Linked DNA regions of Mus musculus: regions 2 and 3 are each linked to region 1. Evidence: chromatin contacts called from public HiChIP or PLAC-seq data. All regions are on one chromosome and are shown on one strand. Each heading gives the region's core, a stretch centred on a gene start, on an enhancer-like site or on the middle of the called end of the contact. The rest is flanking DNA. Distances are from core to core; before and after follow the strand shown.

What was found. HiChIP or PLAC-seq counts read pairs in DNA pulled down with a chosen protein or histone mark.
Region 2: a contact with region 1 is called in a FOXA1 HiChIP or PLAC-seq map of pancreatic cancer cells. The contact joins the promoter of Mcat here to the enhancer-like site in region 1. A contact is called at or near these places in 6 of 39 promoter capture datasets (the 3T3-L1 cell line, the C10 cell line, hippocampal neurons and 3 more) and 2 of 115 datasets of contacts at active chromatin or transcription factors (embryonic forebrain and pancreatic cancer cells).
Region 3: a contact with region 1 is called in a FOXA1 HiChIP or PLAC-seq map of pancreatic cancer cells. The contact joins the promoter of Arfgap3 here to the enhancer-like site in region 1. A contact is called at or near these places in 7 of 39 promoter capture datasets (the 3T3-L1 cell line, the HPC-7 cell line, hematopoietic stem and progenitor cells and 4 more) and 1 of 115 datasets of contacts at active chromatin or transcription factors (pancreatic cancer cells).

Annotation. Positions count from the first base shown.
Region 1 is chr15:82,161,406-82,166,298 of GRCm38.p6, forward strand. All of the region lies in intron 1 of Srebf2 (sterol regulatory element binding factor 2), which reads left to right. Among named protein-coding and RNA genes, the nearest start is that of Srebf2, 17 kb to the left of the region's middle. Within about 2 kb of position 2,781, at least 150 of the 459 cell types and tissues checked have an H3K27ac peak or open chromatin away from gene starts, as enhancers often do. A contact at or near this core is called in the HPC-7 cell line, hematopoietic stem and progenitor cells, liver and 3 more, where this site is marked.
Region 2 is chr15:83,553,010-83,557,902 of GRCm38.p6, forward strand. It overlaps Mcat (malonyl CoA:ACP acyltransferase (mitochondrial)), which reads right to left and starts at 2,702. Exons shown (of 4, transcript NM_001030014.2): 1 at 2,262-2,702. The coding sequence starts at 2,678.
Region 3 is chr15:83,347,938-83,352,830 of GRCm38.p6, forward strand. It overlaps Arfgap3 (ADP-ribosylation factor GTPase activating protein 3), which reads right to left and starts at 2,310. Exons shown (of 16, transcript NM_001357756.1): 1 at 2,144-2,310. The coding sequence starts at 2,212.

The sequences.
Region 1 (4,893 bases), core at 1,531-4,030:
CCACTTCTTGACTGTTGTACTCAGAGTGCAGACTTTTAAAAATAGCAAATGGAGCATCATGGAGTGTGCTTTTGAAACATGGGGGGCTAAGAGACTGGTATCTCTGGCCAGCCTTAGGAAAGAACTAGCATGCTTGTGTATGGTGCCTGCATGGGTGTGGATTCCCATGGAACATTCCAGAATCCAGCTGCTGTGAAATGGGGGTGGAGTTCTTCAAGGACACCACAATGTGTATGTTTATGGGGATAACGTCTGCATTGGGGTGCCTCTGTGTGTGGATGGGGTTTGGGGGCCACAGGGCTTCCCCAAGAAAGGCCCCCATTTCTGTTTCTCACTTATATGCCTAAGACCGTGCAAAACTCCTCTTAGGGACTTAAGTTGTTTCTTAGGCACAAACAGCTCCACATTTAAGCACATAAGACTGAGGCAGCATGCAAAATGCCTTACATATGAGTGCTTGAAACAGGTCACCTCATGGGGTGGGTTTGAAAATTCTGTAACAATGTGTGGGAAATGCCTAACCAGGCATTAGGAGCAAAATAACAGTGGTAACACTAAAGAAGGTATTTTCCAGAAAAACAAAACAAAACAAACAAACAAACAACAAAACTCGTGTTTATACTTCGCTAATAATAGTATACAAGTTTGCTCACAAGCATAAGTAAAGAAGCAGCTGTATACGGACAATTTTACAGTTGTGTGCTGTGTGCCTGGCCTGACAGATGTTGCACAGGTGTCTGACAACCCTCAGAACCTGCCTCTTGCAGGCTTTTACTGCTGTGTGACATGTAATAGGGTGGCAGTCAGTGTTTATTCCATGCGTGTCTTTATTGCCGTGTTCTCTATTAGAGCAGAAGGGGCTAAGAAGAGTTGTCTTTGGACGGAGATCTGTTATAGAATAAGAATTTGGATAGGAAAGTATGCCTATGAACTACAAAGAGCTAGTCTCTCTTCCCTGTGTCCCTTGATGAGTTAGTTACGTGCTTACTGTTCAGTTAGCTTTGGGGAGGGGTTGGTGGTTGCTTTTATGGTGGTGAAGACAGAACCTTAGAGCTTACTGAGCTCCGTGCCCAGATCTCGTCCACTGACACTGAAAGCAGTGTGTGGCCGATTTTCCAAATCCCTTCTAACACACTTTCATTTCGCCTTTACTGTCACTCCGGGTCTGTATGGTATTTTTCTCCCAAGTTGTGATTTATATAAATGCAAAATAAAGACATGTTTGGAAATCAGCGGTGGTAGTACACACCTTTAATCCCAGCACCCAGGAAGCAGAGGCAGGAGGAACTCTGAGTTTGAGGCCAGCCTGGTCTACGGAGTAGGTTCTAGGACAGCCAGATACAGTAACAGAGACACCCTATCTCAAAAAAAGAAAACAGATAAAACCAACCAAACAAACAAACAGAAAATAAATGGCTAGAAGCCAGGCGTGGTGACACATGTGTGTAATGTTTGTACTCAGGAGGTGGGACGGGAGCCTTCAGGGTCCTCTTCAGCTCCATAAGGAGTTCAGAAAGAGCCTGGGGTCCATGAGACTGGATCTCAGTACCCTACACACACCAAGAACGGGGGTGTCACATGTTACTGTTATGTTAGCCACATAAAAGTAATATAAATTAACAGGGCCAGTTGTAATCACCTTCTATAAATTTAAATAAAGCATACATATGATTTCTAAATAGAAAATACAATTTTCTTTTAGACATGAATAGTGTAATGGCTTTTTAAAAATTATTTAAATGATTTCTGTATGTGGGGGGACACGGGTCAGTTCTCCCCTCCACCACAGGCATTCCAAGGATCAGCTCAGGTCACCAGGCTTTGTGACAGACTTCCTCATTCACCAGGCCATCTTGCTGGCCCTCCTTTATTCCTTTAACTTTTAAACAAGAGATTTATTTTATGGGTATGAGTGTTTTTCCTGCATATAAGTGCACTGCATGTATGTGTGTGCACCGTGTCCATACCTGTTACCCACAGAGGCGGGTACATCTTGAGACTGGAGTTGCAGGTTATGAGCCACCATGTAGGTGCTGCGAATCAGACCCAGGAAACATCCTTTGAAAGAGCAAGCAGCCTGTGTGCTCAGCCACTGAGGCATCTCTCCAGCCCTCGTTGGTTGCTGCTGTGTGCCTCAGCCTCTTGAATGCCGGAATGGTGCACATGGGTCATCACAGCTGGCTCTGATGTCTTCTGCTTGTGGAACCTGGGACTCTGGGTGTTAGTCAGCTGCTATACCGCTAAGCTATCTCCAGCCTAGGTTCTTCTAAATGGAACCTTGTGTTCAGGAGCTCTCAGATAGCTGGACGAGAGGTGTCGAGTCCTTGGCGAAAGCCTTTAAGTAGGATGGTGAGCCAGCATAGAGAAAGAATAAAGGTGATCTTAGCAGAAAGGACATGGTGGTCTTACTCTGAGAATGACTCACCAACCCCAAACTGGTGCAGAAAGAGAAGTGGGTATCTTTGAAGGCTAGGTGAGTGGGAAGTGAAAGAAAGCTGTGGGTGTTGGAGGGCTCAGGACTGGGCAGGGCCGAGAAATGGCTCAGAGGACCAAAATTCAGTTCCAAGCACCTACAACCATCTGTAACTAACTTGAGCTCAAGGGGGAATCTAACTGGTCCCCTGGAGCACCCACATAAGCTGGACAGACAGATGTTCACGCTTCTTAAATAAAGAGAGAACAATTTGCAAGAAGGGCTGAAATGTGGTTTGTAGCTGGCAGGTGGCTCAGCAGTTCAGAGCACTTGCTGGTCTGTAGAGGGCCTGCGTTCAGTGGCCTGCACTAGGAGGCAGCGCACAACCATTTGTAACTCTAGTTCCAGGCGTCTTGTTTGAACAATGGCTGTGCAGGTCAGATGGTGATTGGTGTCTGACAGAAGACTAGTTGAATTGAAAACAGGGTGTGGGGTGGAGTGATAAGGTGCCATAGAGAGAAGCTTTGAAACAGTCAGTCTTAGGGTGAACCTGTGGCAGAGAAGAAAACCTGTGGAAAGTCCTATTGAAAATAGCTCTTCTGGGTGAGACAGTTGAACGGGCTCCAGCCTTGGGCTATGGAGACTGGAGAAGTCAGTACTTCATTCCCTCCCCACCCCCCCTCCCCACCCCTCCCACCCCGAACTGCAGAGGTGCCTTCTGGGTGCCTGGGAAAGGAGGAGAGAGCCGGACAGAGAGAACTAGGAGGCCACATTGAGTTGCTCTAGGTTTCTTGTGTGCTTTTTCTCTTGGGGGTGGGGTGTAGGCATGTGAATGTGCTGATAGTGGAAGCCAGAGCAAAGCATGTAGCCTTGGCGGCATGGTAAACGCCAAGTTATATGGTAAGTTATAGAGTAACTTACTGAACTGGGGGTCAGCTGTGAGTCATAAGCACACTCAGCCACGCCCGGCTTTTTGTATGAGTGCTGGGGATTTGAACTCAGGTTCTCATATTCACAGAGCAAACACTCTTACACACTGAACCAGGCCACCGCCTCCTTCTCCTTCTCCTCCTCTTCTATCTCCTCATCTTCCTCCTCCTTATCATCTTCTTCCTCCTTCTCCTCCTCCTCCTCTTGTTTTTTCAAGACAGGGTTTCTCTGTCTAGCTCTGGCTATGGTGAAACTGCGGATCAGGCTGGCCTCTGCTTCCTAAGCACTGGGATTAAAGGTGTGCACCACCACCATCCGGTCTATTTTCTAAATTTGTTTATAATAAATATATTATTCCTTTCATGATTTTAAAAATTGTCTAGAGCTGGCAAGATGCCTTAGCAGGTAAAGGCACTTGTCACCAAGGCTGATGGCCCGCGTCCCATCACTAGAGCACACACGGCGGGAAGAGAAAACTGACTCACCCCTACCTCTTTATACATGTGCCTTGGTATACACAAGCTCCCCCTGCCCCGTAAATAAATATAACTCAAAAATAAAACATATTATCTAACAACATTCATAATAAATATAAAGTGTAAGAATAACATTGTACTAATGTCTCAACGAATTAATAAAATATGTATTGAAAAAATAAGTAGTGGGGCTTGCAGAGGACACCCCAGCCACATGGCAGCTAGTAAAACAGTCTGTAACTCCAGGGGATCCAGCGCCCTCTTCTGTCCTCTGTGGGTACTGCATGTACGTGGTGCTCAGACACATTCAGGGAAAACCCCCATACAATAAGAATAAGTGACCTTTGCTCTGTGCAGTCACTCACTGTAGTCTAAGGTCTGAGGAGACCAGCTTTGGCAGTATGGTAAACCCTGAGTTATGTGGTAAGTTATACAGTAAGACCCTGGCTAAACTCTTCATCCTACCCCACCCTCACTCCCCTAAACAGAGTAATGACCTCTGTAAACCAGTTCTTCTCTTACCTCTCTGGGCTAGACAACAAATACCCATAGGACTATTAGCTGACTGTGTCATTTGAACACATTGTTACTCCATCTGGGGCGCTTTGGATGTACTCCTAATCAAAATTAATCTGATCAGGAGCCTGAAGTGATGGATTAGTGGCAGAGAGCCCTGGCCGTACTTCCAAAGGACCCAGGTTCAATTCTCAGCCAACCACACAATCTGTAACTCTAGTTCAGGGTTTCTGGTATCACCTGCATACATAGAGATAGACAAGTATGCCGGCAAAAACTCAATGGCATAGATTAAAACAATGCAAATTTGCTCTGATCATACTTTGATGTGCACTAGAGGCTGCCTGGCTAAGGCAGCCAAGATATGTTGTCGTCTCTAGGTCATAAGCTCCGTAGACTATACATGAACTTCTGTTTCTGTGAGGCATGAAGCTATTTGAAATGCACAGGTGCTAAAAACCTCCCTCTAGTTTTGTTTCTTTGCTTTTTTTTTAAAGAAGCAGAACCCAAATGTAGATTCTTGGTGCCCCAAGCAACTTAGCCTCAACTTTTAGAGAC
Region 2 (4,893 bases), core at 1,452-3,951, 1.4 Mb after region 1:
ATATGATTTTCTAGGGGGCTGGAGAGATGGTTCATCAGTTACAAGCACTGGCTGCTCTTCCAGAGAACCCTAGTTCAATTCCCAGCATCCTTGTGGCAGCTCACAGCTGTTTCTATTCCAGGGGATCCAACACCCTCAGAGACATGAATGCAGACAAAACACCAATGCAGATAGAGTAAAATTAAACTTAAAAAACTATGATTTTCCAAGCCACAGAGAAGCAGATTTAGTCCCCCCAGACCTATTTCACATGACTGCTAACATAAGTAGGCAATGCTGGTATCTATAGACTCTCAGTGCGGGCTTGGCCCAGAGAAGCACCGAGGAAATGTGCCACAGGGCCATGCTTATTCCTGTCACCTGAGCCTTCCGTCAGGATCATGTTCATTCCTGTCGCCTGAGCCTCCCGTTGCTCCTAACAATTGCCTCAGAAGGTGGCTGTGGAGGTAGAACAGAGGGTCTCAGCACCAGTTAACATGTGTTGTCCTGGGAGTATAACATATCCGCAGCAAGTGAAGTCACATGCTCTAATGTTTGCCATGCCATCTCTGTCTTTTCAGACAGGGTCTCACTGTGTAGCCCCAACTGGCCTGGAATTTGGAGAGATCTGCCTGCTTCTGCCTCCTGAGTGTTGAGATTAAAGGTGTTCATCTCTAAGCCTGGCACATGCTCGTGGAGGCTGGAAGAGGGCACAGGATCCCTTGAATCTCAAGTTACCAGCATTTTATGAGCCAGGGTCTTGCTTGGGGCCTGAAACTGGCTTCTACATGAGCAGTAAACACTCTTAATGGATGAGCCATCCCTGAGCCCCTAACATCAATTTCTTAGTATCTTTCATTTAAGGAACTCATCTTTTAAAAACATTTTCAAAGGGCTGAAGAGAGAGAGATGGCTCAGCAGTTAAGAGCTGTTCTTCTAGAGTACCCAGGTTAGATTCCCAGCACCCACAACACAAGACAGTAACAAACTGTTTCTAACTCAAAAATCCAAAAGGTCCAGTATCCCCTTCTGGCCCCTAGGGGCACTAGACATGCATGTCACACACAGACATACCTGCAAAATAACCATACATAAATCTTTAGCATTTAATAACTATTCTAGCAACTCAAACTCATCTAAAATCACAGTCCCTTACCCTACTGTGTATTTCTTTCTCTGACACATATCTTCAAATTTTTAAAAAATCTTTTTATGTGCATTGTATTTTAATTACATATATGTCAGTGTGAGGGTGCCAGATCTCCTGTAACTGGAGTTATAGACAGTTGTGAACTGTCATGTGAATGCTGAGAATTGAACCAGGATCCTCTGGAAGAACAGTCAGTGCTCTTAACCACTGAGCAATCTCTCCAGCCTCTCAAAAATTAAAAAAAAAAAAAAAATTATGTGGGGGCTGGTGAGATGGCTCAGCAGGTAAGAGCACTGACTGTTCTTCTGAAGGCCCTGAGGTCAAATTCCAGCAACCACATGGTGGCTCACAACCACCATTAATGAGATCTGACACCCTCTTCTGGTGTGTCTGAAGACAGCTACAGTGTACTTATTTATAATAATAAATAGATCCTTGGGCCAGAGCGAGCAGGGCCAACTGGAGCCAGCAGAGGTCCTAAATTCAATTTTCAACAACCATATGAAGGCTCACAACCATCTGTACAGCTACAGTGTACTCACATACATTAAATAAATAAATAAATCCTTTTTAAAAAATTTATGTGTGTGGCCAGGTGTGGTGGCACATGCCTTTGGTCTCAGCACTTGGTAGGCAGAGGCAAAAGGATCTCCGCGAGTTTGAGGCCAGTATGGTGTACAAAGCGAGTTCAAGATATACAGGGCTGTTACACAGAAAAACCTTGTCTAGAAAAAAACCAAAATAAAGCAATTTATGTGTTTGAATGTTTTGCCTGTTTATATGTTTTGTGCACATGGTGCACATACCTGATACCCGCAGAGGCCATAAAATAGCATCAGATCCCATGGAACTGGAGTTATGGATGGTTGTGAACCTACCACATGAGTGCTAGGAACCGAACCAAGATCCTCTAGCCCAACGCATTCATCTTTAATGTGATATGTTAACTCGGTGCATTAAGTGTGAAGTGTCTGTGTCGTCTAAGATGCAAACTCCCCTGGAGCAGGGATCCTCATTTTGTGCAGTGCGTCTAGAATACTATCAACGAGGACCAGATTGGGGACCAATAAGAACCAGACTGAGGAACCCTGAGACCCAGAAGGCGGGGTCCGGCGCTCGCTCCTCGGCTCACCGCCGGCTGCAGATGATGTAGCTTCTCCACGGCGGCCAGTGAAGCCACAAAGACGGCGGGCTGGCAATGCACTGTGCGGTCCAGGTCCTCCTGGGGCCCCCGCAGGCACAGCTCCAGCAGATCGTAGCCCAGTACCCGGTGCGCGGCCTCGTAGAGCTGCCGCACACGCGGGAGGTGGAGCAGGCCGCTGCCCATGCCGACCGCCTGGCAGCCCTGGCCGGGGAAGAGCAACACGGAGCACTGTGAAGGTGGCCGCCGCCGCGCCACCGCCTCCTGGGCTCCCTCCTCGGCCACGCTGGAGTCCCGCAGCAGCTCCGCCACGTCCACGGCGTCCGGCGGCGGCTCCCGGAGGCTCGAGGCGGCGCGGCGGCCCCAGGAGCGCCAGGCCCACCCGGCCCGAGCTACCCGAGCGCTCATTGCGACGCGCAGAGCCGGTGGTCGTTATCGCTGCGGCTGAGACGCACTGCGGCTGCGCAGCGGGGCGGTCCTTCCTGTATTTCCTGTCGGGTCATCTAGGCAGCCAGTAAAAAAACGTTCCTATGTTACCTACTCATCTTTACCAGCTCTCAAACTATTTGCAGTTGCATGTCGGTCCTGGAGTGGTCCGTGCGTTTCCTTAAACATCTCCAACCAGGAACCGCAGATAGCTTCCATAGTGAGCCTTCAATAGGTATCTACGTACTAAATTGTGCACCACCGTCCAGTAGACCGTGAAAGTGCTGTGGTTGGCTTGGTTTTGCCCATGATTCTGCCAACCGTACTAAGCAAATAGTTCTTGTTGCCTACAAAGCACAGCGAGGTGTCCAAATCATAATAGGAAGCTAGTAAATCTCCGTGCGGTGGAACCAAGTACAAGTCAGATTCGCTTTTTAAATTCCACAGTTTATAGCCGAGTGGTAGTGGCGCACCTTTAATTCCAGCATTTTGAAGGCAGAGGCAGGCGGATCTGAGTTCGAGGCCAGCATCGTCCACAGAGCAGTTCCAGGACAGCCAGGGCTACTCAGAGAAACCCTATCTCAACAAACAAACAAACAAACACATACACACACACACTCAAACAAACATACACACACACACTCAGAGAAGCTCTGTCTCAATAAATAAATAAATCCTCAGTTTACAAACAAGGAGACAAACGTCGTAAAGATTGTGTACTATATGGTTAGTCACAGAATGGCACTGGAAGTTGTGCTTATGCAGTCTCTGAGAGCTATTGTGAGTCTGGGTCACACTGATCCTTACCTGAGCCCTGCACCCCTTTTCCAGAACTCTGATCTGTTCTCATTTCCTGCCAGTCTCTGCTAAGGTGCCCAGGAAATCCATCCCCGCCCCCACCTCAATACTCACCACAGCCTTTACAATGAGAAGATCTATTTGGAGGTATGTCTCAGTTTGCTCTGGCTGGCATACCAATGCCATAGACTTAAGGGCTTAATAATCGAAATTATATGTCAGAGTTCTTGAGGCTGAAAAGTCCAAGATCAAGCTCAGCACTTGCAGATTCAGTGTCTGGAAAGAATCTGTTTCATGGCTTGCAGATAACTAACTCTTCTGTATCCAAACCCGGGTGCCCTAGCCCTAACTCTGTTAGTATACAGGCAGTTCCACTGGCCTTCACTCAGGGACCTAGCAACTGCTTACCTCATTACCGGCCTTAGCCAGCTGTGCCAGGTGTGTTACAGCCACCCCAGCTCTCTCCGTCTTTGCATTCCCTCTTTGTTCAGAATGTTTCCTCTTTCTCTTTCTGCTCCCCCATCTTTGCCTCCCTGTCTACATGGCGATTTCCCTGGCCTCGTTTTCTGAGACCGGTGAACCTGTTCGAGAGCTGCCCACAATAAACCAGCTTTTATACTTTTAATTGGGCTTGAGTTGGATTATTTCATCAGTGGGGAAAAACTATTAATATCCCCACATGATAGATGGGGGGGGTGTTTTCTAATAAGGGTATTCATCTAATTCATGAAGGTCCCACCTCTACTTAATCACCCTGACCCTCCAGGTGTCCTCTAGATTCCTCTAAATGCCTTCACCCTGGGGATTAAGGCTCAATATAGGAATTTGATGTATCAGAGAGGATGTGCCTCTCAGTACTCCACATCATCAAACATATTTCACTGAGTTTGAAGAAAATCAAATAAGTGTTTCAGGCTTTCAGGCTGTTCAGTCTTGTTTTCTTATTTTATGTTTTCACATGTGTGTGTGTGTGCATGTGTGTGTGTGTGTGTGTGTGTGTGTGTGTGTGAGAGAGAGAGAGAGAGAGAGAGAGAGAGAGAGAGAGAGAGAAATAGGTGGGTAGAACCTCACTATGTAGCCAGCCTAGAACTCACTATGTAGACTAGGCTGGCCTCCAACTCTTGGAGATCTGCCTGCCTCTGCCTCCTGTGTGATGTGGCCAAAGGTGCCCATCACACATGGCTACTTTTTATCTTTTTAAAAAAAGATTTATTGATTTATTGATTGATTGATATGGATACACTGTAGCTGAACATGGTTGTCAGCCTTCATGTGGTTGTTGGTAATTGAATTTTTAGGACCTCTGCTCACTCTGGTTGGCTCTGCTTGCTCCAGATGCACCAGAAGAGGGCGTTAGATCTTATTATGGGTGGTTGTGAGCCACCATGTGGTTGCTGGA
Region 3 (4,893 bases), core at 1,060-3,559, 1.2 Mb after region 1:
GCTCTTCAGAATAAAATGAAAAAAGGGGGAGGGCTGCATTCATGTGGTTTAGTGTCTGACCAGGCTTTCGTGTGTGTCTGGGTGTTTACATTTTGAGGCATTTTGTGTTGCTTTGTAACACATACTAATCAAAAAACCACTACGTACCTCAAGCTGGCCTTTAACTATTGGAAATCCAACCGCCTCAGTTTCCCAAGGGCTGGGACTCTAGGTATGTACTCTCATGGCCAGCTGGACAATAATTTTACTTTTTTTTTTTTTTTTTTTGGAGAAGTAGTCTAATGTAGTCTAAGGCTGGCTTAGAACTTGCTCTGTAGCGGAGGCTGCCCTTGAACTCTTGTTCTTCTTGCTTTCACCTCCCAAGTGCTGGGGTCGCACCATGTGCTACTGTACTCAACTAACATTTTAATACACAAGCAAGCCCACGTGGGCTCCTTAAAAGTGTCTGCTGGTATTGATGACAGGGACTTCTGATGTAAAAGGAGTGTCTTCCTTTTTTTTGTTGTTGCTTCTTGCTTTTTTGTTTTGTTATTTAGCAGTGGCCTTTTTGATACATTCGAAGGGAATACACACTGGCGTGCAACTCAGAGAAAGTGGCAGCATACGCACTTTCCCAGCCTGCCAGCTGGAGATCCAACCTTGTGTGGTAAGAAGCAAGTCCTTGCTACACACAGATCAATCTAAATCTGAAAAAAATAAACAAAAAACAAGAAACCAGCAAGTGACAGACACTGGACAATGCAGTGGCTGGAAGCCAGCTCTTCTTCCTTATACCCACCTGACATTATCACCCCCATTTAACCATTTCCTTCATCATAAGGCTATAAAAACCTAGGGCTCCCTTCCACCATCAAGACATTAAAAAAAAAAAAAGCCTGAATTTTGTGACATGTTGGAACTTTCTATGCCAGCCATGCAGGACTCTGTAATCACGGCTGTGCCCATTAACAGATGGTTCCTCAGAGGTGAAGGTGGCAACCAGATGGAACTTGGAGAGGGGTGGGGAGAGTCCACAGTGACACGACAGCCCTTTGCACTCCTCGGGTTCCACCCTACTCCGTCATCCTAAGGAAGTAGACACCTTAACCCTGTGTATCAAAACAACACTGCCAGCCACATGCTAAAAGTTATGAGGCCCAGTGGTTGGGGGTGGGGTCTGTGTGTGTGTGTGTGTGGGGGGGGTCACATAAGGGGAAGAAAAAAATTGTAGGGACAGACCTCAACCTACAGAGGGATGAACGTGAGTTTTAGTGAGCTTCCTCAGGAACCCAGAGAGCTGGCAACCAGGGAAGAGAACCTTAGCTCTACTGGACTGGGAAACAGGCTGCCACCGAAGGACAATGGTGACAAAAATCCAACAGGTCCCCAGCCCTGAAGAACACTCAAGACAAGGTCCATGGTGGGGGGAGAAGCCCTTCTTTCCCAGAACTTAGCACCACTTAGAGTTCTGACCCCTGGGTCTAGGTGGCTGGGATTTTTACCTTTGTTCACAGAGGCCAGAAGGAGTGAACTCTGCCTCACCAGCCTTCTCAGAGCCCAGCTACACACTTCCAACATCTGTTTCCTCCACCCTACCATGTCTGTGCTTCTGGGTCAAGGTGCTCTGTTCTCCAGACCCCTAGACACCCCTAGATGCTATGAACTAGCCTTCTCTCTAAGCCCCCAGGTAGTCTGGCGTCTGGGTAACCTGGACACTCCTAGAGGTCCATACCCCAGTCCTCTCTCTGCCATGAAATGCACTGGTCTCCTGTTCCAGATGTCCATGCCCCAGTCTTCTGTCTATCCCCAGGTGTTCTGGCCTCTGGTGGCGGACACCCCAACTGTCCATGTCCCAGCCCCCCCTGTGACCCCAGACGCTCTGCCCTAGGATGCTAGACATCCCAGATGTCCATGCCCCAGTCCTGTGACCCCAGGCTCTCTGCCTTTTAGTCCTGGACATCCTCCGGATGCCCATGTCCCTGTGCCCCAGGCGCTAAGCCCCTGGTGGGCGCCCCCTTTTCCTCCCCTTGCTGACGAAGGTTGGGGAGCGGCGGCTGCCAGGCCCACAGTGCGACGTGTCACAGGCCGGGCGGCTCCTCCCACGGCCGCGGCCACACCGGGGTCCGGCGGGCCGCGGGGTCCCAAGCCCGCCTGCGGCCGTTACCTTGTTAGTGGGCACCGAGCGCAGGCGCTTGAAGATGGCCAGGATGTCCTGCTTGCTGGGGTCCCCCATAGTCACTGAGAACTGAGGTGAAGCAGTCCCCGACAACCGGGAAGAGACAAGGAGTAGCGGTTGCCGCCTCCCGGAGACCGAGGGGCGGGGCTGCGCGTGACGACAAGCCCCGCCCCTGCCGCGCCCAGGCTCCGCCCACAAGCGGGCGCACGCGCCGTTCTCCTTCACTCGGTGAGGTCCCTCGGCGCCACTGGTTTCTCCGGGTTCCAATTTCGAAGTCGGGCGCGGCAGGCGCATGCGCGGACGCTCGGACAACTCCCACCCCTCCGCAAACCTTCCCCAGATCTCAGCGTTAGTTAGGGTCCTGCAGTGTGGGATAGGAACCCCAGGCTTTGCGCAGGGAGCATCGGGCTTACCCACCGGACTCACCAGCATACCGTTGCCGGCCCGTGGCCAGTCTCACACCTATCCCTCAGGATGGGAGAGCCAGCAGGTCTCATCCTCATGGATCCTGCATAGTAGTAGTGTGTGTTTGTACTCTTTCTCAGCTAAAGTCAAGCCCTGAGTGATAACCTACAGGAAACTGCTGTCCCATTTTTCTCTCTCCCATCTGGGAAACCCAGGCTGGCCTAGAGCACACTGTGTAGTCCAAGGCTGGACTTGAACTGGAGATATTCCTGTTTTAGCGTCTTGCTGCTCAGATTACAGGTCTGCACCAAGCCATACTGGCTTGATAATCTTGTAATTATAAAGTCTGTTCTGTTCACGGAGAGAGAGTGCTTGCCTGTAGGCAACAAGTTCTATCAGGGTCAGAACTGAGAAGTCTAGAAAGACCAGAAACAAGTCTGTGTTTAGTGCTTGGGGCTCCAGTTAAACCTTGGATAATATTAGTAGCTGGAAGGTTTGAGCTTGGGAGCAGGTGCCTCTTTTACAGCGGTCAGGGTGGAGCAGCTGGCAAACATGACCTTAGGTAGAGCATAATAGAAGAAAAACAGGTTTTGGTATCAAGTGCTAAGCCCCAGCTTCTGTCCCAGTTCAACTGGTTGCTTCCCAGCAGGGCTGCTGTAGGCACTTCCTAGCATTCACCTGTATGAAGGAGTTGGAGATGAAATATGTTGACCAGAGCAGCACTGCAGCTTCAGGGATGTTCTGAAAACGGTCTTGGTGTCAAGTTGGGACCTCATATAGGCTGTACAAGGACAGGAACTGGCACAAGACACACAAAGTTCTCAGCAGAGTGACAAAAGGGCAGGGAATAAGAGACAAAGACAGGAGATAGAGCAAGAGGAAGAAGTGAAAAGGAGGGAGAGGGGGACGGGTTATTTGCTCCAGAGGGACAAAGGACTGCTTCTGGATAGAGAAGAGACAGCCTTGGCGTATTGGCAAATGGCAGTTCATAAAGGTAAAAGAAGAAACCCCTTTAGGATAAGTTTATTTTATGGGGCATGCTAATTAGGTGAACCAAGGTAGGGGGTGGATTTTGATAGCTGGACCTTAGTATGTTAGCCTCAGGAAGTGGACAAATAGCGTAACAAACCTTGGTGGCTAGCTTTAGGAATGTAATCTAACGGTTCTTAGCAAGGAGAAAAAAAGAGGAAAGGCAAGGCCCGCCAGTGCCATGTTTGCCATCTCAGGCCTGGTAGATGCCTCAGGCTGTGTATTCATCAACCCAGAGCTGGGCCTTTTCCAAGGTTAGGAAATGTGCAGTCTTTAGGAACAGCATGTTGCTGCTGCAGACAACCCTCACCATTTGAATGATCTTCCTATCTTCGTTCAAAAAAAAATATATATATATATATGGATAGTTCATAGGAGTTAGGAAAACAGCTATACTGGTATAGTGATGTAACCTTTCTAATCTCTGGATTTGGGAAGTAGAAGCAGGAGGCTCAGGAATTCAAGGTCATCTTTGGTTACATAGTGAATTTAAGGCAGGCCTGAAGTACATAAGACCCTAGATAATTTTTTTTAAGGAAACCCTGACCCCCACCCTGTCTGCTGTTTAGGCTGGGATTGAAATGTGATGGATCCAAGGAAGTATCAGGATCAGAAACTAAAGCACCAGGCCACTTTGCCAGCTGTACACACGGTGCTGTTGAAGGGTCTCCATCTGTGACTCGGCCAGCCTCACTGAATGTTTAGGTTGTAGCTCTGATACCCTCCAACCCTTATCTGTCGGCTTTGCAAGTTTCATGGGGAAAATGCCTTAAAAGGCACTTTCACATTCACTTTGACTTGAAAAGGAAAAAGGATCATATCTGATGCATATGCCACAAACCTCATACATATTTATAAAATGCTTAAAAAACTCCAATGGAAGCCATTGTGCCTATACCCACAGCAGCACAGCCCACTTCAGTCTGTCTGGAGAGCTTGCTTTGACTACGTTGCTCAGTAAACTTCTGCTGAAATTGTTTCCTTCAGTTGAATTCTTCCCAGAACTGAACAGAGGGCTGAAGAGAGGACTCAGGTTAAACTCTCAGCAGCTCACAACTGTCTAAGTCCAGCACCAGAGGATATAACACCCTCACACAGACATATACATACATGCAGGCAAAACACCAAGGCACATGAAATAAAAAAATTTTTTTAAAGAAAAAAATGTTATTAAAAAATGAGCAGAAAGCTCCAGTTGGTAAATTTCATCCAATTAAGACTAATCCCAGCTTTGGCAGTAGAGAGATGACTCAGTGGTATTGCTCTCACAAAGGACTGGAGTTCAGTTCACAGCACCCCAGAAG